Linked DNA regions of Mus musculus: all the other regions are linked to region 2. A link is a contact called in public Hi-C and promoter capture Hi-C data. All regions are on one chromosome and are shown on one strand. The core of a region is the stretch at or near the end of the contact, and the rest is flanking DNA. Distances in the headings are between cores, read along the strand shown. Region 1 holds the start of Med17 (mediator complex subunit 17). Region 2 holds the start of Zfp317 (zinc finger protein 317). Region 3 holds the start of Cep295 (centrosomal protein 295). Region 4 holds the start of Dpy19l1 (dpy-19-like 1 (C. elegans)).

The links. Promoter capture Hi-C pulls out the DNA fragments that hold promoters and counts their contacts. A called contact is a pair of places that touch in the nucleus more often than the background predicts.
Region 1: a contact with region 2 is called in a Hi-C map of pre-B cells, with 14 times the contacts expected there. The contact joins the promoter of Med17 here to the promoter of Zfp317 in region 2. A contact is called at or near these places in 1 of 39 promoter capture datasets (pre-B cells) and 1 of 484 Hi-C or Micro-C datasets (pre-B cells).
Region 3: a contact with region 2 is called in a promoter capture Hi-C map of pre-B cells. The contact joins the promoter of Cep295 here to the promoter of Zfp317 in region 2. A contact is called at or near these places in 1 of 39 promoter capture datasets (pre-B cells) and 2 of 484 Hi-C or Micro-C datasets (CD4 T cells and pre-B cells).
Region 4: a contact with region 2 is called in a promoter capture Hi-C map of pre-B cells. The contact joins the promoter of Dpy19l1 here to the promoter of Zfp317 in region 2. A contact is called at or near these places in 1 of 39 promoter capture datasets (pre-B cells) and 1 of 484 Hi-C or Micro-C datasets (muscle stem cells).

What each region holds. Positions count from the first base shown.
Region 1 is chr9:15,276,765-15,283,012 of GRCm38.p6, reverse strand. Med17 (mediator complex subunit 17) reads left to right here and starts at 3,107. Exons shown (of 12, transcript NM_144933.2): 1 at 3,107-3,463; 2 at 5,290-5,456. The coding sequence starts at 3,220.
Region 2 is chr9:19,620,593-19,627,178 of GRCm38.p6, reverse strand. It overlaps Zfp317 (zinc finger protein 317), which reads right to left and starts at 5,088. Exons shown (of 9, transcript NM_172918.4): 1 at 4,894-5,088.
Region 3 is chr9:15,354,591-15,360,442 of GRCm38.p6, reverse strand. It overlaps Cep295 (centrosomal protein 295), which reads left to right and starts at 2,655. Exons shown (of 27, transcript NM_176976.4): 1 at 2,655-2,817; 2 at 5,707-5,837. The coding sequence starts at 2,700.
Region 4 is chr9:24,499,276-24,505,559 of GRCm38.p6, reverse strand. Dpy19l1 (dpy-19-like 1 (C. elegans)) reads left to right here and starts at 2,420. Exons shown (of 23, transcript NM_001359948.1): 1 at 2,420-2,721. The coding sequence starts at 2,430. LOC115487153 (a long non-coding RNA gene) reads left to right here and starts at 3,027. Exons shown (of 2, transcript XR_003948106.1): 1 at 3,027-6,284.

The DNA of each region.
Region 1 (6,248 bases), core at 1,858-4,357, 4.3 Mb after region 2:
GGATCTGATACCCTCTTCTGGTGTGTCTGAAGACAGCTACAGTGTACTCAAATACACACACACACACACATATATATATCTTTAAAAAACAATATTACTATTTTTTATATGTGTATGTGTAGCCATCCAGCAACCATGGGCAAACTGGGTTTACCTGAAAGGGGGGCCTGGAAATAAGGTAAGAGGGCGAGAGAAGGATGAAGCCAATACAAAGGTTCTGATCAAGGTTCAAAGTTTAACAATAAGCTTTGCATGTATAAAGGAAAAAAACACAAAATCCCCTTCTTCAGATGGAGTATGTTGTAGCAGCAAGGTCAACGCAAACAGCCAAAACATCAAAGTTCCCATGGGAACCTGCAACTGCAGCCAAAACAGATGTCTCTGTCCAGGTTGATAAGGCTTGTCATGGCAGATGTTCAAGGCTGGGAAAGGCCATATGTGTGTACGTGCTACATGCTTGCATGTCCACAGCATGAGTGCACATGCACATGGAAGCCAGAGGTTCTGCTCAGTATCTGATTTCCCTCCACCTTAAACACTGAGCTTTGCTGACTCAGGGAGGCTAGTCAGTCAGTGTGGTCCTGTCTTTACCTCCTTGAGCACTGGGAATGCATATGAGCTGCCACTCCAACCTTCACCCTTGTGCAACAAGGGCTTGATCCACTTGTCACCCCAGCTTAGAACTAGTATTCTCTCCTCTCACTTACCCTGCGCTCTGGAGCTGAGAGAGGTATTAATTCACCATTGGAGCACAGTGCCAAAATAAGCACACAGTAAATATTTTTGGGTGGGTGATCATGTTAGATATGTCACTAGTTTCTGGGATATGTTTAGTTGAAGAAACCAAACAAATATTATATGAAGAGAAATACAGCAGGGGTGGAACATAAACAGAATTCTCTTTCCATGTGGAGTCCCACACTGACAGGATGGACTCACTTCCTTGTTTGATTCAAATATCAAGACTAATGAAATCACATACCTACAAGGTGCTAATCATGATGTAAGGAAGGTTTCTAGAGAGATCAGGAGAGCTACTAGGCCTGTCTGAAAAAAATGGCCTGACAAAATAAGGAGAGACTGGCTTTACTAGTTCCTGCACGAGCTTTGAATTTCCCCCAGACATCAATGGAGCATTCGAGTGCTCTTGATTTATCAAATGTAGGATTAAAGGCCGCCTGCAGTCAAGCATCAGAAGTAGACTCAGGAGTTGGGAAGATGGCTCTGCAGTGCTTGCAGGTCTTCCAGAGGACCCAAGTCTATTCCCTGCCTCCCACATCAGGCAGCTCCCAACTGACTGTAACTACAGCGCCAGCAATTCCATGGCACCTACACGTGCATGGGAAGAACAGACACACGGAGACACACGTTTACCTGCAGACATTGGACTGCCAAGTGAAAGAATTGGTACTCTTCAGTGTTCAACTGGCTAAGTGCTCTCTGCTCTGCCCTGATGGAAACCCTGGGTAGGCAAGCTTGTTCTCCTCCGTGTCAGACAGCAATGAGTGGTGACAGTGTTGGGGGGCAGGGTGAGAGGTGCACTGTAGAGAAGTGTTTGAGAGCCAGGGCACCTGGTGGGCTGTTCCGACTCTAAACACTGGGCCCAACTAGGGTCACCCAGGAAGCATCTCCTCCAGGAGATGGAATCTCCAAAGCTTTAGTGGCTGCACCAGCACTACCAGCGGGATACAGGCCTGTGGACATTGTCAATAGTAAGTCAGAGGCTTCTGCAGGCTATAGATTCTTCAGCTGTCAGACAGCTATGCTAACGCCTCCATCTACACTTCATTGTGGGAAGCCAGGGCCCAAGGACTTGACAAATGATTTCTAGACAAGGCAAGGTTGTTCAGGAGCCCAAGATTAGACTCAAAGTGGTATCAAAGGCCAGCCTAGTCTACAGAGTGAGTTCCAAGACAGCCAGGGCTACACAGAGAAACTCTTAAAACAAACAAACAGAAAACGAAATGGCTGGACAGAAGTATAGGGGTTAGTACCTATCAAGCTGTGGGGCACTGTTGCCAACCAGCTAATGTTCCTTGCTTTTTCTGGTGCAGCCTGCAGGCTGAAAGTAAGAAAGGCCACTCAGTGAAAGACATTGCTGGACATGACATCCTAACACCATGAGGAAAGGAGAGTGCCTCTTGGTGGACCACCTGAGGAGTAGCCTGCTCATACAACCCAAGACGGGGTATTTGGGCCAATCACAGCCATTTGTTTGGCTAAACACCGGTGTCTTTTGTTTATATGTGTACATGTCTGTGAATGTGTGAGTGTATGCGTGTAAGGGTGGCTGCATGTCTGGAGAGATAGCATAGTCCTCCATTTATCATTAAGCCACCAGTCACAGGTCTGCACAAAGCCCTGGCCCAAGCTGTGCTTACTGGGCCAGGACAATCAGTTGCAATCTTTCGTGTAGGCATATCTGAGTGTTCTTGGAGTGTTTAAGACAGCTGGTGCAGTTTGGATGGTAGTCCTGCTAGCTGTTTGACTCGGTCTTCTTTGCTGGAGGCAGCTCCATCAACAGAGAGACTCAAACAGCTGCGAATTATAGTTAACTACCGTCGACAGTCTTTGTGAGTGCTTACATAAATGTAAAGCCCTTACGTACGTCTTCATCGTTAACTTCACGAATGTAAAGTCACCTAGGGGAAACACCTCTGGGAGTATGTTCCCAGAGAGGTTTAACTAGGAAGTGAAAACCTACCCGGAAAGTGAGTGGACTCATCCCACGGACGGGCTCCCAGACCGAATCAGCGGGAGTGCTGGTGTGTGTGCTGCGTGTCTCAAAAATCAAATAACTAACCAACTAACAAAAAAGCTGCGTGTCTCAATAACTAATCAACAAATTAATCAGGCCAGCAAGAAAGCTATTTCAAAAACCAAGCAACCAATTAAACAAACAAACAAACAAACAAACAAACTACAACGCCCAGCGTATCTACATAAACCCAGCCCACTCCACTTGCACTGCAGCGGCTGAGCCCGGTCAGCCGGAAGTTCCTGGCTCTCACGTGCAACCTACAGGAAATGTCCGGGCAGCTGGCCCTTCGCGCATGCTCATAGTGTTCCGCGAGACGCTGCGCGGAGGATTGTGGGGCAGCAGTGGGTAGTTTGCTTCCTCCCGGCCGCCGCGTCGGGCTTGCGGGAAGCTTGTTCCAGCCTTCCGTGTCGGTGCTGTACTCTGAGTCTCCGGCGAGTCGCCCTCAGGCCGCCGCCAGCATGTCGGGCGTGCGAGCCGTGCGCATCAGCATCGAGTCGGCCTGCGAGAAGCAGGTGCAGGAGGTGGGCCTTGATGGCACCGAGACGTACCTGCAGCCGCTGTCCATGTCGCAGAACCTGGCGCGCCTGGCACAGCGCATCGACTTCAGCCAGGGCTCTGGCTCTGAGGAGGAGGAGGCGGCAGGGCCTGACGGCGATGCGCCGGACTGGGGGGGCGCGGGAGCCGACCAGGACGACGAGGAGGGTGAGGCTTCGCCCTCGTTGCTGGTTCTATCCCAGGGTCTCCCCTAGGGTAAACTGTGTTTTGTGGTGGGTGGCCTTGAGAAGTATTGACAGCAGTGGGAAGGCCGACCCGGTCGGGACTCGGGGTCCTGTTCAGGCCAGGAGAAGAGGCATTCGCTTTTTTTTTTTTTTTTTTTTTTTTTTTTAATAAAGAACAGCTGAAAGCTTTTGGGGGTGATTTTAGGTGGAAACAGGTGATACTTAAAATGACCACTGAAACTTTGAGGTGAATGAATTACAAGAAAACAAAACTGAAGAGGGGGAGTTTGGAGAAGCAACCAGACTAGACTTTGGATTCTCCTTATTATCAAAAAAAACCAAAATTTGAAACCACAGTTTTCGATTTAGTGATGTGACAGAATCGGTTTAAGTGAGGATGTTCGTGTTTAGTGTGGTAATTCGCCAGGCAGAGGCAGTCAGATTAATGAAAAACATGAGCAAATAGACACCATCTCAATAAATAAAGAAAAATTTAAATGTAGTTTTCATAAATTTGACAGAAAGTTAAAACACCTGGGACTGAAGAGATGGCCCAGCAGTTAAGAGTACTGATTGCTCTTCCAGAGGTCCTGAGTTGAATTTCCAGCAACCACATGGTGGTTCACAACCATCTGTAATGGAATCCGATGCCCCCTTCTTTCTGGTGTGTCTGAAGACAGCGTCATTGTACTTACATCCATTAAATAAATAAATAAATCTTTTTTTTTTTTTTTTTTTTTAAATCTTAAACAAGCCCAACATTGTCATTATCCAGTGTTGGAAAGGCATGCCAGCTCAGTAGTTTTAAATGCAAAATTCTAAATGTGTATCACATTTGATCCATGAAATCCCCCACCCACAGAAAGAACTATAGAGCACAGGTATGTATTAAGATCCAGTACTGATGTCATTAGGAACATTTGACCTGTCTATTAAGGGACAGGCTTAAATGGCATGCCTCCTGGCTTCCAAATATCTTGTGGTGTGTGAAAGAGTGACTAGTTCCTGTATGCTGGGTTGAGATATGTCTCAGGAGGGAGGAGAGTTAGGCCTAAGATTAAAAGAAAACTTTTGACTTTCACTCCCTGATCCTTTATCATGAACTCCTTAGAGTGAGCATTTATTAAAAATTGATTAAAAGAAGCCGGGCACTCGGGAGGCAGAGAGACAGGCCGATTTCTGAGGTCAAGGCCAGCCTGGTCTACAAAGTGAGTTCCGGGACAGCCAGGGCTACACAGAGAAACAAAAACAAAAACGAAACAAAAAAATTGGTTAAAAGAAAGGTATAGCTGAGCAGTGTTGGCTCATGCCTTTAATCCCAAAACCCTGTCTCAGGGGTGGGGGGGTGGGGTGGGGGGAAGGTCTATTCGTGCAGCCAATGGTAATGCTGGTGTTGTAGGCCATTTGGGGCTTTGCCTGTTGTTTTATAGTTCAGGAATGTTGGAAGTTCAAGTTCTAAATGTTGGAAGGAAACAGGTTATTTTAAAGGCTTTTGTGGGGATGGGGGATATAGTTTAGTGCTTATCTGGGATGAATGAAGCCCTAGGTTTAGAAAGATTCGAGTGCCTACTTGAGATATGATGACAGCTTTGGCCTGTGGAAATTAGACTGGCATTTGTTTTGCCATAAGAGGAGTCTTAAGTGTTAACAGTTGAAGAAAGCGTATGAGAAGGAAGTAAAGGAGAGGTGGTTTGGAGGAGAGCTCATTTCTCCTTTTCACGCTTTTAAACCTCTAAAAGAGCCACCTTCTGTTCTGTAGTCAGTGTAACCAGTACACATGTGTTTCTGCTTTTCTTTTCTGTTTTTCAGGGTTGGTAAAATTCCAACCTTCTTTGTGGCCTTGGGACTCTGTGAGGAACAATTTGCGAAGTGCCCTTACAGAGATGTGTGTTCTCTATGATGTCCTCAGTATTGTCAGGGACAAAAAGTTCATGACTCTGGACCCCGTCTCTCAGGATGCTCTTCCTCCCAAACAGGTACATGTGCCTTTTAACTGAACATCTTTTCTTTAAGTCCCAGGACCAGTATTTGGTTGTATGCATCTTGTTCCCTTTTACTTTGTTGAAAAATTAAATCCACAAGCTAGAGCAATGGCCCAGTGATTAAGAACACATTGTTGTTGCAGATGACGATTCGTAGTACCCACATCAGGCATCTTAAACATGCCTGTAAGTCCAGCTCTAGGAGATCTGACACCCCTCTGACCCCTTCATATGCTCATACACACATGTACACATAATAAAGTATCATTAGTGTTAGGAAAGAGCACTTCACAGATGAGGATTATCTTTGAATCAGGCTCCTTATGTAGATACAGAATGAGTGTGGCTTCTCTGCATCCAGGTACTACCCAGGCCTGACCAGTTCATACCTCAGCTAGTCGGTGAGGTCAGGCGAGGTGGTGCCAATTCAGAGTAATGTGGTTGGGGCCTTTTGTGAGACTTAACTTGTGCAAAACCTTTTGCTTTGTTTTTGAAAACACTCTACTGTTAGAAAATTTGCACTTGTTAAGACGTGTCATTTGGGAGTATAGCTACTCAATAAAACACAAAACTGGTGGCTGTACACACAGTCTGCATCACTTCTCAGCAGTTTCCCTCAGTGAGTGTAGTTAATGCAGTGCTGCGCTGACACCAGTCACAGTGAGGTACCTACTTGGTCTTAGGTCAGTGCTAAGCTTAGTGTGGAGTGGTGCCCTGTACATGCTAGTTTCTGTGCATAGGCTGCATCCAAGCAGGGCTTTGGAATTTAACGTGAAGTATGGGTGT
Region 2 (6,586 bases), core at 3,839-6,338:
GAACTGCTAATTATATACTTTCCCCCTCTGCTTAAGCTGAAACCTCATGTCAGCACCAGCACATGGACTTGGAGAATCATTACAATGCTTTTCCACTGTGGACTCACTGAATGAATATCCTTTTCCAAATTTCCACTTTGATCTTTTAATTGCCTTATTCAGAATAGTGGTCAAACCTACTCTGCCAAACCTGGTAAGATCCAGGGTCTGACCCTAATTCCAGCAACATTATTCAAAATTCAACCTGCTACAGTAGTGAACAATTTGAGTTATCCAGAAACATATTTTGGTTCCTGAATCACTTAAACCTATGCATATTTTGAGCACTTGGGGAACAATGCATTCTTTCTTCTATGCTTTTGCCTACAAATGTTCACAGAAAAGCGGTCAGAGCTAGCCTCTTGCTACTGATACTTCAAGTATACATAAAAAATGGCCAGTAGACATTACTGTCTACAATGGCTAATTTAAAATGTCACCTTTCCACAACTAATAATTACCTGGGAGAGAGTCTCGATTGAAATAGAGTTGTCTAGCCCAGACAGGCCTGTGGTCATGCACAGGGAAACTAGCTCAAGTGTTAATTGACACAGGTCACTGTGACAATATGACTTCATGGACTGGGCAATGGGCTGTGTAAGGGTATAAGAAGTTTGCTGAGTTATAGGAAGCAGGTAAGCAGGCAGCATGGATCCATTCATTTCTCCCAGCTCTTGGTTATGCATATCACGTGGCTAGCTGCCTTGCACTGCTGCATTTGTGTCTTCCCTGCAAAGTCTTTCATCCTTTATGAGGTTTTTTGTTAATTTGTCACAGCAACAGAAATGAAAGCATGATGTCATACCTCCACAAACTACCCAGTTTACTTGGTTAGTTCTTTTTCTACGTTTCTAACCATGCAATACACTTCCAAGTAAGGTTTCAATTTCTCTGCTCTGTTCACTGTCCTTAAGCTGGAGTGATAACTTTTAACAGAAAAGTGAACAGTGAGCTAAGTAACAAATGAACAGAAATCAAGGCACATTTACTCTTGCAGCAAGATAGCTTCTATGAAGTAAGTGCCTCACAAACATTACAAAGAAAAGACCTAAAAAGAATTCGAAGGGTTGGAAATATTCTCAAAGGTTCTGTGATTTGAACAACAACCATGGTGCTAAGACAGCCTTACAGTGTAGTGCAGTACCTTAAGCCTCTAATTTACTTCACGGCGCAAATTTCCCGGGTAATTCAAGCTGAGAGGATGCCCCTATATCCAAGTTAGACCTGTGGAATATGTCCAGTGTTCTGTAGTAACAGAAATGCAAGAGGTATGCAGATGCAGTGCAGAGACTATTAGTTTTGCATAAAAGTCACAAGCTGGTGGTCTCACATACAGATGCAGCAAAGATTAACTGCGGGAAGCACATCTAGAAATAGCTATGAAGAATACTAATTCTGAAGTTTTCTGCAAGATACACAATACAAAACAGTGTTAATCAGAGGGACAGCACCATGGATGAAGTGGGATGCAGTTTTCAGATGTTGGATTCTACGGCACTCACCTTTGAAACACAGTGAATATTATCCCACTGCGTATTGTCTCCTCAATACCCCTAGTATTCAGAAACATTCTTCTCCTCATTAGGATTCAGACTATGGAAAAACAACTGGCCAGCAAGGAGAAGTCGCTACTATTCCAGCTGGAGAGCACAGAATGAAGAGGACATTAAGTTCAACTACTTAGGTTCCTTGCACTAGGCACTAGAGTGCTTAACCCAAAGAGACAAGGAGGTATCATGTGTTGGCCCTAAGAAGGGCTTCCCTGAACTGGCACCTGGAACACAGTAGAACTTATGCTAGTCCCTGCCTTCCTTCTCACAAGGGCAGAAGTTATGCCTCAGTTGTCAAGTTTATGATTCAAATTTGGTTTTGTGTGACCAAAGTGTCTATTGGGAACACCTTTTCTGTGTTAGAATTCTTCCAATGTTCAACTTTATTTCCATATATGACTTCACAACATAGTGACAGGCAGGGCATTCATATGTAATTGCAACTATTACAAGGAAAGCAGCATTTTAATTGAGCTTGCCCTTGTAGGCCTTATTTCAACTCAGGATACAAACATATACAAAGCAATATATATTACTGCTTCTGCAATTCCACTACTATTTAGATCCATTTCTCTCTTCATTATTAGCTATAAACAACATGAGTTGCATTCTCAGTAAATCAATATAAATATTTCAATACACCTCTGCTACCTAGGCCATGACTCAGGGGCTAGTAGGTGAAATTAACTTCCAACAAGATGTTGAGGAATGATAGTCAAAAGAAACCTCTATATTAATACACATATCAAAGGAGCCATAATATATGATAATCATATGGCAAACTATACTTTACTGAGCATGGTGAGGCAGTGGGGAGGGACAGACAGGGATATCTTTAAGTTTGAGGCCAGCCAGGTCTATACAGTAAGTTCTAGGGCCGTCCAAAGTTGCAATCACTGAGAACGAGGTCTGTATATCCACCATGTTGGTTTAGGGTCATTGTTATTTCTGCCATGTTGTGCTTTCTAGAACAGTTGCACGCCCCCATATACACTTGCTTCTCGTCCATATTCTACTGTGTGAGCCTTCCATTTTCCTTAAAGGAGTGATGGGATTTGACGTGTGTACTCAAGTGGTAAGTCACACCTGCTCTGTAAATGATTTCATCCACTGAGCCATCTTAATGGACCCCTTTTTAGTTCTTATCAGATAGGGTCTTATGCATCCCAAGTTGGCCTATAACTAGACATGCATACAGTACACACTGTCCTTGAACTTCTGATTCTCCTACATCTACTTCCTAAGTGCTGAAATTGTAGGCGTCTACCAACATGTCCAGTGATATCCTTACCCAAAATATTCCAGAATTTAGAGGGAAAAAGCCTCTGACATGTTTTGGGAAGATGGCTGGCATGAGCCTGAAATAGAAAAGGAAAACTTAACAGTAAAACACACACACACATACACACACACACACACACACACACACACACACAAACAAGCAAACGCAGCAAGAAGTTCCTAATGTCAGGAAAATGTGTCCTTTCTAAACTTAGTTACTACTGAAAAGTCAATTGTCCTAATTCCATTATGCTTGAAAAAAAACAAAAACAAAAACTCCATTATTTGCTTATTCACTCGATATACCAGCATTATATTGGTCAAGCACAAGATATTTCAATTCACCTGAAATACAGCAGGGGAAAAAAGAGCAGAAAAAAAGAAAACACAATAGAAGAGTACAGCAATACAGAAGGAAAAGAAAAGGACGATAAAAACAAACAGATGAACAAAATTAAAAACAACAAACAAAAAACAAAACACCTCCAGAAAAAGACAAGTTCCTTGACATAAAAATAGAAAAAATTCCAGCATATGGGAAGCCAATTTTACTTAAGAGTCAGAAGGAAAGCAGGGTCATCTATGATTGTGCTAGATAAACTCACTACCAATATTTCAAATCTCCATCCAAACCAGGATATAACAAATGTGTATAATTAAAAGGAAGCATATTTACTTATTTTAGTCAGGTGACAGAACTGCCTATGAACAACATCCAAATACTGTACTAAATTAGTAGAAATATATATTTTAGAAATAATCTTGATCTCAAATTCATAAAGTATAACAGCTTGAAGAAAATGTTATTGAAAACACAGGTAAGGAACAACAATATGAACCACAGAATTCTAAGGTGGGGGATAGGGGACTTTTGGGACAGCATTTGAAATGTAATGAAGAAAATACCTAATAAAAAATTAAAAAAAAAAAAAAAACAAGTAGAAAAAAGGTTGAGAGGAAAAAAAAAGAAAATACACTTAAAATCAAATTGCTCAGCTATATAAACAGATTAACTATAAAATTTAATGGCATAAAAATGTCAATATTCTAAAGACTAAAATACAGACCCAACACACCTTGGAGAGAGAAATGCAGCATCTGGGTTTTACATCTCATTTTAAAATATAAGGTGTGACACTATTGAAAAGTGACTACCTTTTGAGTTTAAGATACTTGGTGCAATGGGATACTTGGATCAGTAGAAAAATGATTTCATTAAAATACATAATAGTATTGGGGGAACAGCAAAATCCACATATTTCACTATAGGGGAGAGAAAATATGTACTATAACAAGAGCACACGAGTCTTTAATGATCTCCATCATAATCTAGCTTATAAATTCACTAAATGGTCATCGTTTTAATATTTTTTCATAATATAAAAATTGCCATTTTATTTAAAATTTAAGTGTTCAATTTCCCTGGCACCTATCATGTTCATTATTGTGTAACCATCATCACTAACTTCTAAAGTCATGTTTATTACTTACGGATACCATTGTCACCTTGTAGACTACAAACAAAAATTTGGCCTCTGCAAAAAACATAGCTATTGCTATCTTTAATTATCTTTAATTATATGTTTATTGAAGTTGTGGCTTTTATATAAAAGCTTGGAAAAATATTATGGAAAAAGTTCAAAGTATTTAATTAGATTAACTTTCAAATTAAATTACAACTATGTTTACAAGTAATTTATTCACATGAGGATTGTCAGCCAACAAACGCATAAAGCAACTGATGATTTAACATAATAGAAAAGGTATTAGGCAAGTTTCACAATAACAAAAAGAAAAAGGTGTGCACATATCAATGATAGTTTTAGGAAGGAAACCCATGCTAAGAGCAATCACTGTCATTCCGACACCCCTGAACATCCTGGTCTACATATTTTAAAACCTCTCCTGGGTCGCCAGGATGGGGACCTCAAGGCACGCCTCCTAAGGTTTCTGCTGTCCTCATCCCGGCCACAGCCCTCCGCTTCCTGGAGCTAACGGGTTAAGTGACGAACCACGGGCTTACCAGACTGAGGGTGGAATCCAGGAAGCGGAAGTCTCCGCGGCTAAGGCGGAAGAACTAGAAGTTCACGCAAGGCCCCGGAATGCTTCAGAACGCTTCGGGGAACAGGAGGGTCCAAACACAGGGGAAACCCCAACTATCCTTTCGCACATGTGACTTCCACTAGCTCCCCGAAGCAATGGCTTCTACTTCACGTCCGTCTTCGAAATCTCGCGAAACTTCATAAGCCTTTTATAACGTGAAACCTTCACGGCGTGCATCTTGGGAAATGGAGTTTGATAACCTTAATGAGCCGTGCATTCTTGGTGAACTAGGAACTCTCGCGAAACCGATTAATTGCTTCTAAATGAGATTGAAATGGTTTATGGGAAATGTAGTTTCTACGTTGGACGGCCCTGACAAGGGTTTATGGGAAATGTAGTTTCTAGTTGGACGGCCCTGACAAGGATGCTCAAGTAGAATATATATATGTGTGTATGTGTGTATGTGTGTATGTGTGTATGTGTGTATGTGTGTATGTGTGTATGTGTGTATGTGTGTATGTGTGTATGTGTGTATGTGTGTATGTGTGTATGTGTGTATGTGTGTATGTGTGTATGTGTGTATGTGTGTATGTGTATATGTGTATATGTGTATATATGTATATATGTATATATGTATATATGTATATATATGCTTTTTCCAAGTTCTAATTGCACCACATCATCTTATGGGCCTGCCTTCAGCTTGTTCTTCTTTCTAAGATCATCAACCTGAACCTGTTAGCAGTCACTCTTCCTACTTTAAATATTGTATGCAATCACTATAACCCATAACCCATACCTATACCCCCAAAACTACACTGCCTTACTTAAGATATTTAGACACATATTTAAATACTGAAAACACACCCAACCTAACCTCAAATATAGCAGCTTTATCAACTTGTTCGTTTCAAAATCGGTGTCAACACAAAACTACTCTTGCCGCAGATAAATTTGTTCACAAACAAATACCAAAGACCATGACCCAGAAACACCAACTGAGGGTGTGACAAAAGACAAATTTTTGCCAAGGAACTGCACACATGGGATTTTATTAGTCATAGAATGAAAAGAGTGAAAGATCAAGGCATTTAATAAATATGATGGGTGATAGATTAATATCTTGCAGAAAAGTAGGACAAAAAACTCTGCTGTGTATCTGTGTTGCTATCTATAGCATTGTAAGTTTTTAGGATTGATTAAGATTATTCATGTCTTAATAATATATGTTAAAGAATTTCATAAAGGTTGTTCAGCCAGATATAGGGATGGGCAATGAAATGAACTGAGGATACTGGAAATTGCCTAAGTTAATTTGATTTATGATAGTATTTGAACTTCACATGAAGTTATAAAGTTCTCATAACCATAGTATTTCTGCATTATCAACCTATCCTCTCAGCATGGACCATGAAAATCATGATACTATTAAAGATTAAAGAATCTTCAAAGTTAGTATACATTTGTATTCTCTTTTTCCTTTCTTTTCTTTTCTTTTCCTTTTTTTCTTTTCCTTTCTTTTCTTTCTTTCTTTCTTTCTTTCTTTCTTTCTTTCTTTCTTTCTTTCTTTCTTTTTTTTTGGCAGTAGGGAAATTTCAGATAGTAGCAGTCAACATTTTTATACTTCTATTTGTCAACCTGCATTCACTAATTCACAAAATATTACTCATTTT
Region 3 (5,852 bases), core at 1,406-3,905, 4.3 Mb after region 2:
AGATGGCAGAGGGAGGCAGATCTCTGTGAGTTCAAGGCCAGCTTTGTCTACACAGCAAGTTTCAAGACAGCCAGGACCACATAGAGAGACCCTGTCTCCAAAACAAGATTTATGAAAGAATGTATTAAAAATCAAAATGTAGAAAGTAGCACATGTCATGTACTTTGTGCCAGGCATTGTCCTAACAGCTTTAAATCTCACAGCCACCTTTGGAACAGTTTTACTACATCTGAGTTGATAAAACTGACTTCTAGGGGAAGTTCAGGAATTAGCACAGAGTCAGAGTTGGTAAACTAGAAATTTACAACCAAAAAGTTGGACTCTAGAGCCAACGTATTAAACATTACTTTGTTTTATCCCCCATGATACCAGATATCATGTCTACAGAGATAAATCTATAGCCTCACAAGTCAGGATGGCACATGCCTTTAATCACAGCATTAGGAACATAGAGGCAGAGGATCTCTGTGAGTTCAAGGTCAGCCTATCTTTATGTCAAGTTCCAGAGCATTCAGTGAGATCAAGTCTCACAAACAAAACTTCAGCCTCTTTTAATTTAGAAAACACAGAACTCCATATTGAAAGCATCTTAAATTCAGAGTTCCTGTCAGAAAATACAAGTGAACAGGTGTACACAGAGTTACCTCTTTGTGCTCTCTGGTGTATGTCACACTTGTGCTTTCAGATCAGCTTGTGTTGTCACCTGATTCTCAGATTCATATTCTAGTTTGAACTAAAAAAAGAACGTGTTCATTTTTATTGATTCCAAGAACAATTACTGCAAAATACTGTGGTTTACCCACTTTAGGTCATATGCCCATCACAATAGCAAGCGAGCTAGAGGGTTGCAATGGCCTGGTCTTGGCCATACCTCTGTGACCTGGGGTGCTGGGTCTGTATCAAACGGCAAAGTTCTTAAGAAAGAAGCCTAAGCAGATAATCTTATACTTTTAAAAAATATGCAAACTGCCTTCACATGCCTTAATCGTTGGGTCTCCATGGACCATGGGAAGAGGGCAGGCCAAGTATAACTAAGGACACCACAGTGGATTAAGCTGCCCACAGCATCTCTCATAGAGATAACTTCCTCCTAACTTGAATTGGGCTGGCCCTCGTATATAACCAATAAAATGCGGCAATTTTTTAAAAATTTTATTTTTATTGAATATTTTCTTTAAATTTCCAATGTTATCTCCTTTCCCAGTCCTCCCACCCCCGAAAACCCCTATCTCATCCTCCATCCCCCTGCTTCTATGAGAGTGTTCCCCCACAATGTATAGGCTGACACTCTCTCACCCTACTGAGCTTGCTCTGATCCCTCCTGGTTTCCTATTCAAAACAGAACATGTCTCAAGCTCAGATTTCCACTTGAGTACTTTCTGCCCAAGACGCCAGCTGGGTAGAGCTGTCCAGTCATCAGGTCAGCAAATGACAGAGGGGTGTCAGGCAACTGAACCAAAAGTGCTTGCTACACCTCTTCTTCCAGACTTGCGACCAAGTGAACATGCCTCTGCTGGGAATGGTGCATGAGTTTAATGCAGATGGATCTCCTTATGGCAAGGCCTGAGGAGTTGGGTCCCCACATGGCAAAGACCTATGGGATATTGGAACAGAATCTCCTGGCCTTTCCCCAAGGAATGCTTGGTTCGCTTTTGCCTTGCATTTGTGTGTTTGACTTTGTTATTGGAAGTATTTGCTTTTACTTTGTTTGTGACAGATGTTTCTCTAGAATCAGAAAGTTTGGACTGTGATTCATTCCTATTTGTCTCTGAGGCCATGAAAGTGGAATAGACCACTACTCCTGTGTTTGTTAATAATGATGCGGTTGGTCAACAAGAGGGCCTAGTCTGTGTACACCAGCTAACATCCAGATGTTCTCTCCTTATGGTTACTTAGTTCCAACAATTTGCCCTACAGTGCTGTTCCAAACAATAGTTACATGGGTATTAAAAGCTTAAGAAGGTCTTTCTGGATTGTTGGTTCCAAGACTTAACAGGAATATTCAGAGGTTACACCAAGCAAGGATGAGCAACTGACTCGGTTTACTAATTTGCCCTGGGCACTAGAGGAATGAGATTTCCTAAGGGGACAGGCTAGGTGTCAATAATTAAATCAGAATTTCTCGGGTATGTAGTTTATCGCCTCTCTGTACTGTATCCTCAATTGGTTATGTATCAATGTGCTGGGTTAGATATTAGCCACGTGCTCAATCTATATTTCATCTTTCTTGATACTGTTCATGGGTTAGCAGGAAACCGTGGCGACTGAGAAGGAAGTACAGTGTGCACTTGGTTGAACATAGGAAGTTCTTAAAAGAGACGTGGAAAACTAGATGTATAAATAAAGGTAGTCTGAGTTGTCTCGGTGTCAGAGTATAGTATGTGAACTGCACTTCCTGGTCCAAGTCTTCCGCCGATTCCACACATCCTCCTTCATGTTCTGAACCCGACCCAGGATTGACTGCCGGCGACAAAACACCACAGAGCAAGTGGGACAAGACCCTGACAGTTGAGAGGGATAATGGCCCGTTGCGCAAGCTGCGCGTGCGTGCGTGCGTGCGTGCACGTGGGCGGGGCTGCGCGTGCGCCGAGCTGGAGGTGGGCGGGGGCTTGGCACGGCGCGGCCTTCCGGGCGGCCCCTGCGGAGGCGGTCCTAAGCTGGTTCCCGCCGTCCGATCCCGCCATTGGCGGGCCGTTTGAATGACGGAAGTGACGAGAGCCGGGTCATGGCTGTCCCGCAGGTACCCAAACGGCTGCTGGGTAGCCGGCCGGGTGCGGGTGCCTGTGTGTCGTGAGGCCAGACCACACACGCTGTCAGGTGAGTGACGGAGGCCCGCCAGGGTTCTTCTGGCTGGCCGCGAGCAGGCTGGCGAACCTTCCGGCCCTTTAAACCGCCCCGAGGCCGGCCCTACAGAGAGCTCGGCCTTTCTGAGGCATCCGCCACCCGTAGCTCTTCTGGTACTCTTCCTACACTCAAGCTATGAAAAAAATGGCAGTCTCATTCGAGAGTGTTAGTTCACCCTGTAATCCCAGCACATGCAAGGCAGTGCTGAGGCAGGAGAAATGCCTCGTGTTCAAGACCAGCCTAGGCAATAAACCCTACAGCAGCGAATGGTTGTCGTCAGTCTTACATTAGAATGTGTTCGGCGGTTGGGTAGTAATTAAGCCACACGTACATATAGTACAGCCACGTGTGGTGGCTATTACCCCCTTACACGGAATAAAGTTAACAAGGCCCAAGGGATTTGAAACTTGGCTTCTGCCTTTTGCTAATGAATGGCTCTTGCATCCACATCTATTAATTTTTTGGTTACTGTGTGTCAGATACTGCCTAATCCTTAGAAGGAAATCTATCAAGATAAGCCCTACTGTGTCCATCATTATTGGACACTTAAAACACAGAACTTGAAGAGTCCACATGGGTAGAAATGACTAGTGAACAAGCCAGGTAACAGGATTCTACTTAATAGATGCAGGAGGAATACTTGTCTCCTATGGAGGACAACTTAAAATGTTCCTCTCTTGGAGCCTCAACCATCCTCAGGAGTATTTTCTTAAGAATTCAGTGGAGTGTATTGGAAAAGGCTTTTTTTGTTTTGTTTTGTTTTCCGAGACAGGGTTTCTCTGTGTAGCCCTGGCTGTCCTGGAACTCACTCTGTAGACCAGGCTGGCCTCAAACTCAGAAATCCACCTGCCTCTGCCTCCCGAGTGCGGAAAAGGTTTTCAATTCAAGCAATTACTACTGTTTGACATTTGTTCTTCGATGAAGTCATGACTGGGTCTGCCATGTAGTACTGTATATGGATTAGTCACTTTCTCGTTCAGTCCACGCTGAATTATTTATAAGATGCAAGACAGTTTTTTAGACAAAAGAGATGAGGTGATGAATAAGATCATACTTGTCCTGACCACAATTGTGATAAAGAATTCTCTGTGAAAAGGAATGGTTTCAAGCTGGGCATGGTGGCGCACGCCTTTAATCCCAGCACTCGGGAGGCAGAGGCAGGCGGATTTCTGAGTTTGAGGCCAGCCTAGTCTACAGAGTGAGTTCCAGGACAGCCAGGGCTATACAGAGAAACCCTGTCTCAAAAAAAGAAAAAAAAAGGGGGTGGGGGTGTAGTTTCTACCAGGTGACCCAAGCAGCTCATTGAAACAGTATTTTTAAGTTGTTATATTTGAGCATTAAGAGTTTTTAAAACTATAGCTACTATCACTCAGTTATTAAGACCCTGTCTACAAAAGACGAGTAATAATGAAAAGCTAAAGGAAAAGCTATCCCTATATGAATATAAATAGTCTCTAGTCTAGGTGAGATGCATATGTGAAGGTCATTCATAGAGGACAGCTCCTTAGCAGCATCTGAGCTCAAGCTAGCAGTAAATATCCAGTAATACATTTGCCTGCCTCATCACTGTAAAGAGACCAGGGAGATGTGCACTCATCTCAGTTAAGATCGTGGCATGCTGTGCTAGGAACAGGTTGATAGCAGAATTACTTGGAAAGAGTTTCAAATGACACCAGTTTTCACAGAGCACATTCCTCTAGATAGGAGCATGTTAAAGAAAACTCTTAAGTTCTAGAGAAGAGGAGTGGGATTGTAGTGCAGTGGAAACATGAGCATGTATGTGCAAAGCCTGGAGTTCCATCCCAGCACTGCAGAGACAGGAGGAAGGTCTAAGGGGGATATCAGCAGCACCCAGCCTTAGCAATAGAAGAGGAGACCCAGGAATCTAAGTACTTAAGCCATTATAATTATCCCATAGGGATTTTTAAAAATGGTCATCCAAAAAAAAGTATCCTGTTAACTTTTATATCTCCTTGACACAGGTTAGAGTCACTGAGAGAACATTCAATTAAAACATGCTTACATAACATCTGCCTATAGTCATATCTGTAATACAATTTCTTGATAAATTATTAATGTGGAAGGGCCAGACCTATTGTATGCGGTGCCGTCCTTGGGCAGGTCATGCTGGATGGGATAAGAAAGTAGTTGGAGTGAGCCAATGACCAGCACATTACCATGCAGACAGATCCTCTGTATCAGCTCCTTGCTTCCATGTTTCTGCCATTTGAGTTCCTGCCCTGACTTCCCTTACTGATGGACTGTGATATACAAGCTGAAATAAACCCTTTATTCCCAAGTTGCTTTTGGTCATGGTGTTTTATTGAAACAATAGAACCCTAACTAATACAACATGTTTGTAATTGTTGAGGGATATTTTAAACGAAGCCCATGGAATTGATAATATTCCATGAGATTTAATGGTGCTAAGAGATCAAATTATGTACAGCAACCCAGGGACCCCTAAAGTTACCTTTTTATTTTTATTAGGTACAGGTTATCAGTGTTAAGTTGTACTTGTGAAAACATTTGTTTGATGCCAATACATCTTTTAAGTGCTTAATAAAGTATGGAAATGCCAAGACAGGGAAAAAAGGTCTGAACTATTGTCAGTCAGGTATAGATGGGGGCGAATCTGTGAGTTCTCCCCACTCTTCATTTTCCTCATCCAACTGACAACCAGTGAACTAAAGAGCAGATTCAGAACTATAACTAAGTTGGACTTAGTTTACCTGTATACAGTAAATATAGATTACCCTTTAAATATTGAAAATATTAACATGAAGTTTTAAAATCATTTTGTTACCATATTTCAGTAATATATTTCATAGGCACTCATCTGTTTATTTCTCCTCAATTCAGATCCTTTATATTTAACATACTCAGAAATGAAAAGAAAGGGAATGAATACAAAGCTGAGATTGAGCCCTAGTGAAGAAGCCTTCATTTTGAAGGAAGATTATGAAAGAAGACGAAAACTAAGATTGCTGCAGGTATCATTTACTTGG
Region 4 (6,284 bases), core at 1,171-3,670, 4.9 Mb before region 2:
GGTCAGTGAGTGATTCAGGTCAGATCTGAGAAACCTGACACCCAAGGAGTCGAGGACCATTAAAGTCTAGGGTGGCTCTTGATTTCCTGCCTCCGCTTGTGAGCCATCTCTTGGCTCAATTCTAAATAAAAATTCTTCTTATCCCAGAGAGGGGGAAACGGAGATTCAAAAGGTGAAGGGTGTGAAGAGGAGAGTCGTGCCAGGCATCAGAGCAGGGATTCCAACCTGGGTCTAGAAGAAACAAAAAATGAAACCAAAAAACAAAACCCAAAACTCAAACCAAGCACCATCCCCCTACCCCCACAGTTCACACTTCCCTTACTTGAGGTTTCCTGAGGGTGCATCACAGGAGAGGAATTAAGATCTACCGGGTCTGCCCCACCCATAAGTAGTCCTTTTCTAAGTCAACTGAGCAAATTTTCAGCCATGTTCTGAGCTTGGGTCAAAGCTGCAGCTAAAGATGACTACTAGAGAGATTTGGTTTCTTCCAGAAACTCAGGTCATGTGGAGAATGTTCAAGAGCTAGGAACATCATGTTTGATTATGCTGTTTCCTGTACTCATCCATTCATTTACTGAACAAGAAAATCATCTAACAGAATTGTACCAATTAATCAGTCGCCCCTCCCCCACCACAAGTTTTCCCCCACAGAGCCCAGAAAGCACTAGGAAACTTTTTTCTTTTTGTACACACTTTTAATTTTTCTCATACAGTATATTTTGATCATTTTTCCTCTCCCTAATTTTTCCCAGAACCTCCCTATCATTCAACTTCTTACCTCCCAAATCTTTTTAAAATACCACTCAAAAGCACAAAAATGAAACCTGGAACAAGCAAAAGATCAGTACAACAACAACAAAAATGTCAAAGTAAAACAAAAACTCCACAAACAACATAACCACAGAGTTCGTTTTTTTGTGTGTTAGCCAACTACTGGTGGGCCCAAGGACTGCCCTGGATTGTGGGTGATATAACCAGTGACACTCCATGGAAAAACTGATTGGGAAGCATGCCCCACATCTCAGGGACAAGCAATCCAATACTGTAGCTCCGTGTGTCTTCTAATTAATAAGTATGCTAGTGATGAAATTACTGTTATTGTCTTTGGCAGACACTGAAGTAAATTTCTTTTAATCTGGTAGGTTATAAATTTAGTATCAACCCTAGAAATAACACTCTATCAACCTGATACCTTATTTCACAATATAAGCCCCTGTATGACACTGTCAATCATTTTTTTAAATAGAGGTGTCTTAAACAGTTGTTCCTTGTTTTCAATACATAACTTAATAATCAAACTCAGGAAACTTACAAAGTGTAATATAGCGGTGAGTCCTTTAACAAAATCCATTCTTTGTGCCTGAGTTAATGAATGCTCATATTAATAAAGTCGTGAGCAATAGAAGCCAGAGCCTCCTGAAACCCCTGTAATTACTGTGGAGAAAAGTGAAACGATGTGCCTTGATTTCCAGCATCCAGACTTTTTGGAACAAGCTCATTTGGACAGGAGCCAAGAAATAAGTCTCGCTGCTGCAATTCTCCAAGGCTTTGTGCAAATAGCAATGGGCTGGAGGCAAGGAAGGTTAACTTGGAACATATTCTTTTTTTTTTTTTTTCTTTTTTCTTTCCCTGGGCTTCTTCATTAACTCCTACATCCTGCTATGAGAAAATTCGTTTTCAAGTGTCACATCTTTTAGCCGGTTTCCATACTTTCAGTATACATGAGGTAAAAGTAACACGTGGATAACCTTCCCTGACAGGCCCTTTTCATTTATGACTTGAGTTTGGGTTCCTACCCAGGCCTTCAGATTACATCCTCGCTCCGACCTACCGGACACTTATTTGAATACTCGGTCCACTCCCTGCTTCTCATCCTTGAACCAGAAACCTGGCTGTTCTGAGTGGCGAGGTCACACTTTTACCCCGTTAGTTTCTTGCACAAGCCTAATGCACAGAAACCCCGGAGTGTACCCACGGCGCCGTTCCGTGGCCACTAGGTTCCCGCCCCGCGCCACGCCGCCTCACAGCCAGATCCCCGGTTCCCGAGGGCGCACTGCCGCTTCCGGGAGGTCGTCCACGCTACTCCCCTGGCCGCCGGTCCCGCCCCGCTGGTAGCCCGCGCGTGCGCGCTTGGCCGCTGGAGCGCGCCCGGGCGCGCGCGCCGGAGGGGCGGGGCCGCGCCGCTCGCAGTTTGTCCCCGCCTCCGCCCCGCGGCGTTCCGTTGTCGCCCTGGCAACCCGAGAGCGGCAACGGCGGAGGCGCGGGAGTCCGGCGCCGCCTCTCGGCCGCCACGCGGTAGGCAGCGGCCACACGGCCCGCGCTGTCCCCGCCTCCCGGCCCGCCCTCGCCGGCCAGAGTGAGCGACCGCCAGTCCGCGGATCCCGGCCGCCGTCCGGGCGCGCGCAGCTAGCGGGCGCGACTATGCCAAGATGGTCCTGCAGGCGCGGAGCAAGCACCGGGACGCGGCTCCCAGGCCGCCCCGGTCGGCCCGCTCGTCGCCGCCGCCACTGAGCGGGGCATCCGAGGTGGACGCCGGGGAGCTGGGGTCGGAGCGCACGCCGCCGTCGCCGGGGCGCAGGGGCGCGGCGGGCAGGAAGGGACCCCGCGCAGGGACCGCCGCGCCCGCCCCGGACGGCCTCGCGGGCCGCCTGGCGGCCGGGCTGCACTGGGCGCTGGGCCTGCGGCGCGGGCGCGGCCGGACCTGGAGCACGCTGCTGCTAGGTGAGCCAGTTAGCAGCCCTCTCTGACTTTTCCCGGGACGCTCCTGCCTCCTCCCTACTCCTCCCCGCTCCTTCCGGGGCTCAGCTCCACACATCCTCTGCCCCGCGGTCCGCCCGGGCTTTTAAAAACATGGCCCCGAGATCAACAGCTGCTCGGCTGGCCGCGGGCGGGCTGGTCCGCGCCGAGGAGACTGGATTCTGCCTGCATCCACAGTCCACTCTTTACCCCTGGCCCAGCCGCTACTTCGGAGGATGGTTTGCTTGGTGATGCGAGCGATTCCTGGAGCTCGAAATACCCAGGTTTCCTGACTTAGAAAGTTGCCAAACTTATAATTAAATTTTAGCGTGCTTTTTCCCTTCTTGGCCGCAAACACTGAGGGTGGCACTTCGTGGTTCTGTCACTTTTCAGGCTGCGTCGTGTTTTGGATGCCCAAGCTTTAACCTTGCCTGCTGGCATCTCTTTACCTTCTTCCATGCACCAAATGGATGGGATGTAACTTGTGCCTAGAAGAAATAAAGTTGAGGCATTTACGTGTGGACTATCTTCTGGGTTCGTTTTCTGTGACTTTGTCGGATAAGGCAAGTTTATAGAAGTTGGATTAATAGGCCTAATTTTAACAAGCCCTTCATAAGGATTCTGTGATATTTTTGCCACGATGGGATTTAGTTGTTGAATTATGTAGTGATATTTTCTTACTATCTTTTCCCTGTTGCTTAATGACCTCTAAGAGTTTGGGGTGCTTGAAGTTTGGGGTTTAGACAGACAATACAGCAAAATCAGCCTTCCTGTGGGGCCAGCCTCTTCTGCAGCTGTATAGTTATTGAAAGCCAGTCATGGCTGTGTGTTTGTGGGTTCAAGAAGGCTGGCATCGTTACTAGGATTTTTTTTTTTTAAATACTTGGGTCAAGATTTGGCAAATTCATTATTTTCATCATTCCCTCCTTCAGCAGCTAGCTTGAGAACATGGCAAGTGTACAGGTTAAATCCACCTTGGGGAGGCAGCGTGGTACAGTGGCTGAGGTTGAAGGCACTCAGCACTGGTGCAGAGTGCTTGATTTTGGTTTAAGTCTCACTTTGAGGGCCTTCCTTCTGTGTTATATGGAGTTATCCCATGCCCTGCTTACCCAGGGATGTCCTGAAGAGCAATACCAACTCCTTGGGTGATGCATGTTTGTACCCAAAGCATTTTACAGCATCAGTTCCTATGTAAAAGCAAATGCATAATCCTGATTTCTGATCCCACGGCAGAAGAAAGCTCCAGCGTTTGTGAACGGCTAGTACAAACAGCAACTGTAGTAGAGTAAGGGATGACACTGTTTATTTTAGGGAGAGACAATAATAGATTTTAAAGGGTCCTGTTCTTTTCATGTTTTGTGGTACAGTTCCTTTGGGTTTGCTTATACTGGATGGCTTATATTTGGGTTTACTAATGCCCTTGCAGAAATACTGTTTTGTTCAATGCAGGTGGGCAGCATTTCTCTTGACTTGCTCTTTTTGACTTTGTGAGTGGAAGTACAGTGAATGTGGCAGGCCGTAGTCTTAGGTGTACCCTGGATAGAGGTCACCAAGGGTGGGAGTTAGGAGGAACACCACAGTCTCTGTCTTCTCGCTTGGCCATCTGCTGTGAGACCACACAGCACCTGGAGAGAATGAAGGCTCTGCTGAAGGATCAGGATCTGGTGTCCTTGGGTCAGTTCTGGCCCTGTACTCTCAAGGCCGGTATCCATAGTGATTTCTTTTGTACCACCATGTTGTGGAAGCTCAGAAAGCCACTGACCCTGCAGAGGGTCAGCAATTTCCATGTTTTTGTAGGCTGTGTAACTAACTACATTTCCTCCGATTGATTTCATCCCCCGGTGTGTGTGAGAGTTGCATCTCAGGGTGGAACTTTTAAAATAACTCCTTGGTCTTAACATGGTGAGAGGTTTTGCTAGTCACTTGTTGCTTGAATTACTTATAGCTGCTCAACTCTAAAAACTACATATTAAGCTGTGATAAAATGGCTTTATTCGTATTTTATAATAAATTTCCTAACTTGGAGTGCCATTACAGCAGCACATGTTAGAACTGGTTAGAGCTTTTCTTCATGTGTGCTGGGCACTGATAAGTCACTTGCCAATGTAGCTCTTCCATTGTTGGGCAGTGATGAGCATTACCTGTTTTAATAAGTACGTTTGATTTTCTTATATGTGAACATTGCTACTTACTTAATGGTGATGATTAAAGAGGCTCAAATTGTTTATTTTTAGTAGTTTCAGTTCACTTGCTCCCAGCTACAGGAGACAGTGGCGGAAGAAGAACCTTGAAAATGTTTTTCAAACTTTCCTGACCACAGAAAATAATATACATTGCCTCTAACCTGCTCCCACCATAGGAAGCTCATCTTAGCCCATAGATATGTCTGTATAGATTTCTGTGTTGAGGCAAGAAGCACTAATAATTGAGCTATCTTCAGAGGTAAGAACAAGGTTGAGAAACCTACAAAGGGTGTTAAGGCCGTGGACAGTAAGGCTCTACTACTGGAGAAGAGTGAGGTGTGGAGAACTGGCTCTGTCAAGATGTGTGCTCAGCTGCGCTTGAGGGAGCCCAAGAGGAGTTACACAGCCTTTCCACACTCTGGTCTCCTGCTTGTAGTGACCTTGGAGGCTACTGAAACAGGCTGTAGAGTCAACCTCCTGGGACTGGGGTCAAGGCCAAGAAATGATAGACAGTTATCAGCATGGTTCCAGTTCATATTGTCTTTCAATAAGTTCTTTTTTCTTCTTTCCCTCTGTGCTGGTTAATTTTAGCTGTCAATTTGACACTGCTTTAGAATTACCTGGGAAGAGAGTCATAGGGACTATCTATCTCTTGGCCAGTAGGAGGTTGTCTTTACTGTTGACTGAGGGAAGAAGACCCAGGCAGTTGTTTGCTGTGCCATTCCACTCCCTAGGCAGGGAGAGAGGAGGAAGCTGGGTGAGAACAAGTAAGCGAAGATGAATGCCTTGCTTCTGTTCTCTGTGCTCCTCTGTGAGTGTGATGCCCTTGCTCTTAGCTGCCTTCCCCGCAGTAATGGGCTGTAACCTGGGATTTCAAGCCAAGGGAACCGTCCCCTCTCCCGTGTTGCTTTTTGTCAGGATATTTCACAACAGCAAGAGAAATGAAACTAGGACTTCTGTACAGGCCATGCCTCTCTTCCCATGCCTGCTTCAAATTTGTTGGGCTTCCGAGCCAAGAATTTAGCCTTTTAACATTTAGTTTAGAAAATGTGTAAGATGAGAGATTTGCATTAGGCCAGCATTTCTTAACCTGAGCTGTATACTGGAGCTATCTGAACCCTTAAAATGAACCACATATCAGATGACTTAATTGTGTATCTAGGGGTGTGAATATGGCAATGGGGGAAGTGTTGTAATAGGTTTTTTTTCCCGCCCCCCGTAATAGTGCTTAGTTTTTGGTGCTGGGAATTGACTTTGGGGCTTCATGCATGTTAAGTAAGTCCTGTATCTCTGAGCTTTTTGAAGCACATGAGTATCCCTGGGAAATGGAATTTTCATGGCTGAAGTCTACTGAAACTGTATACC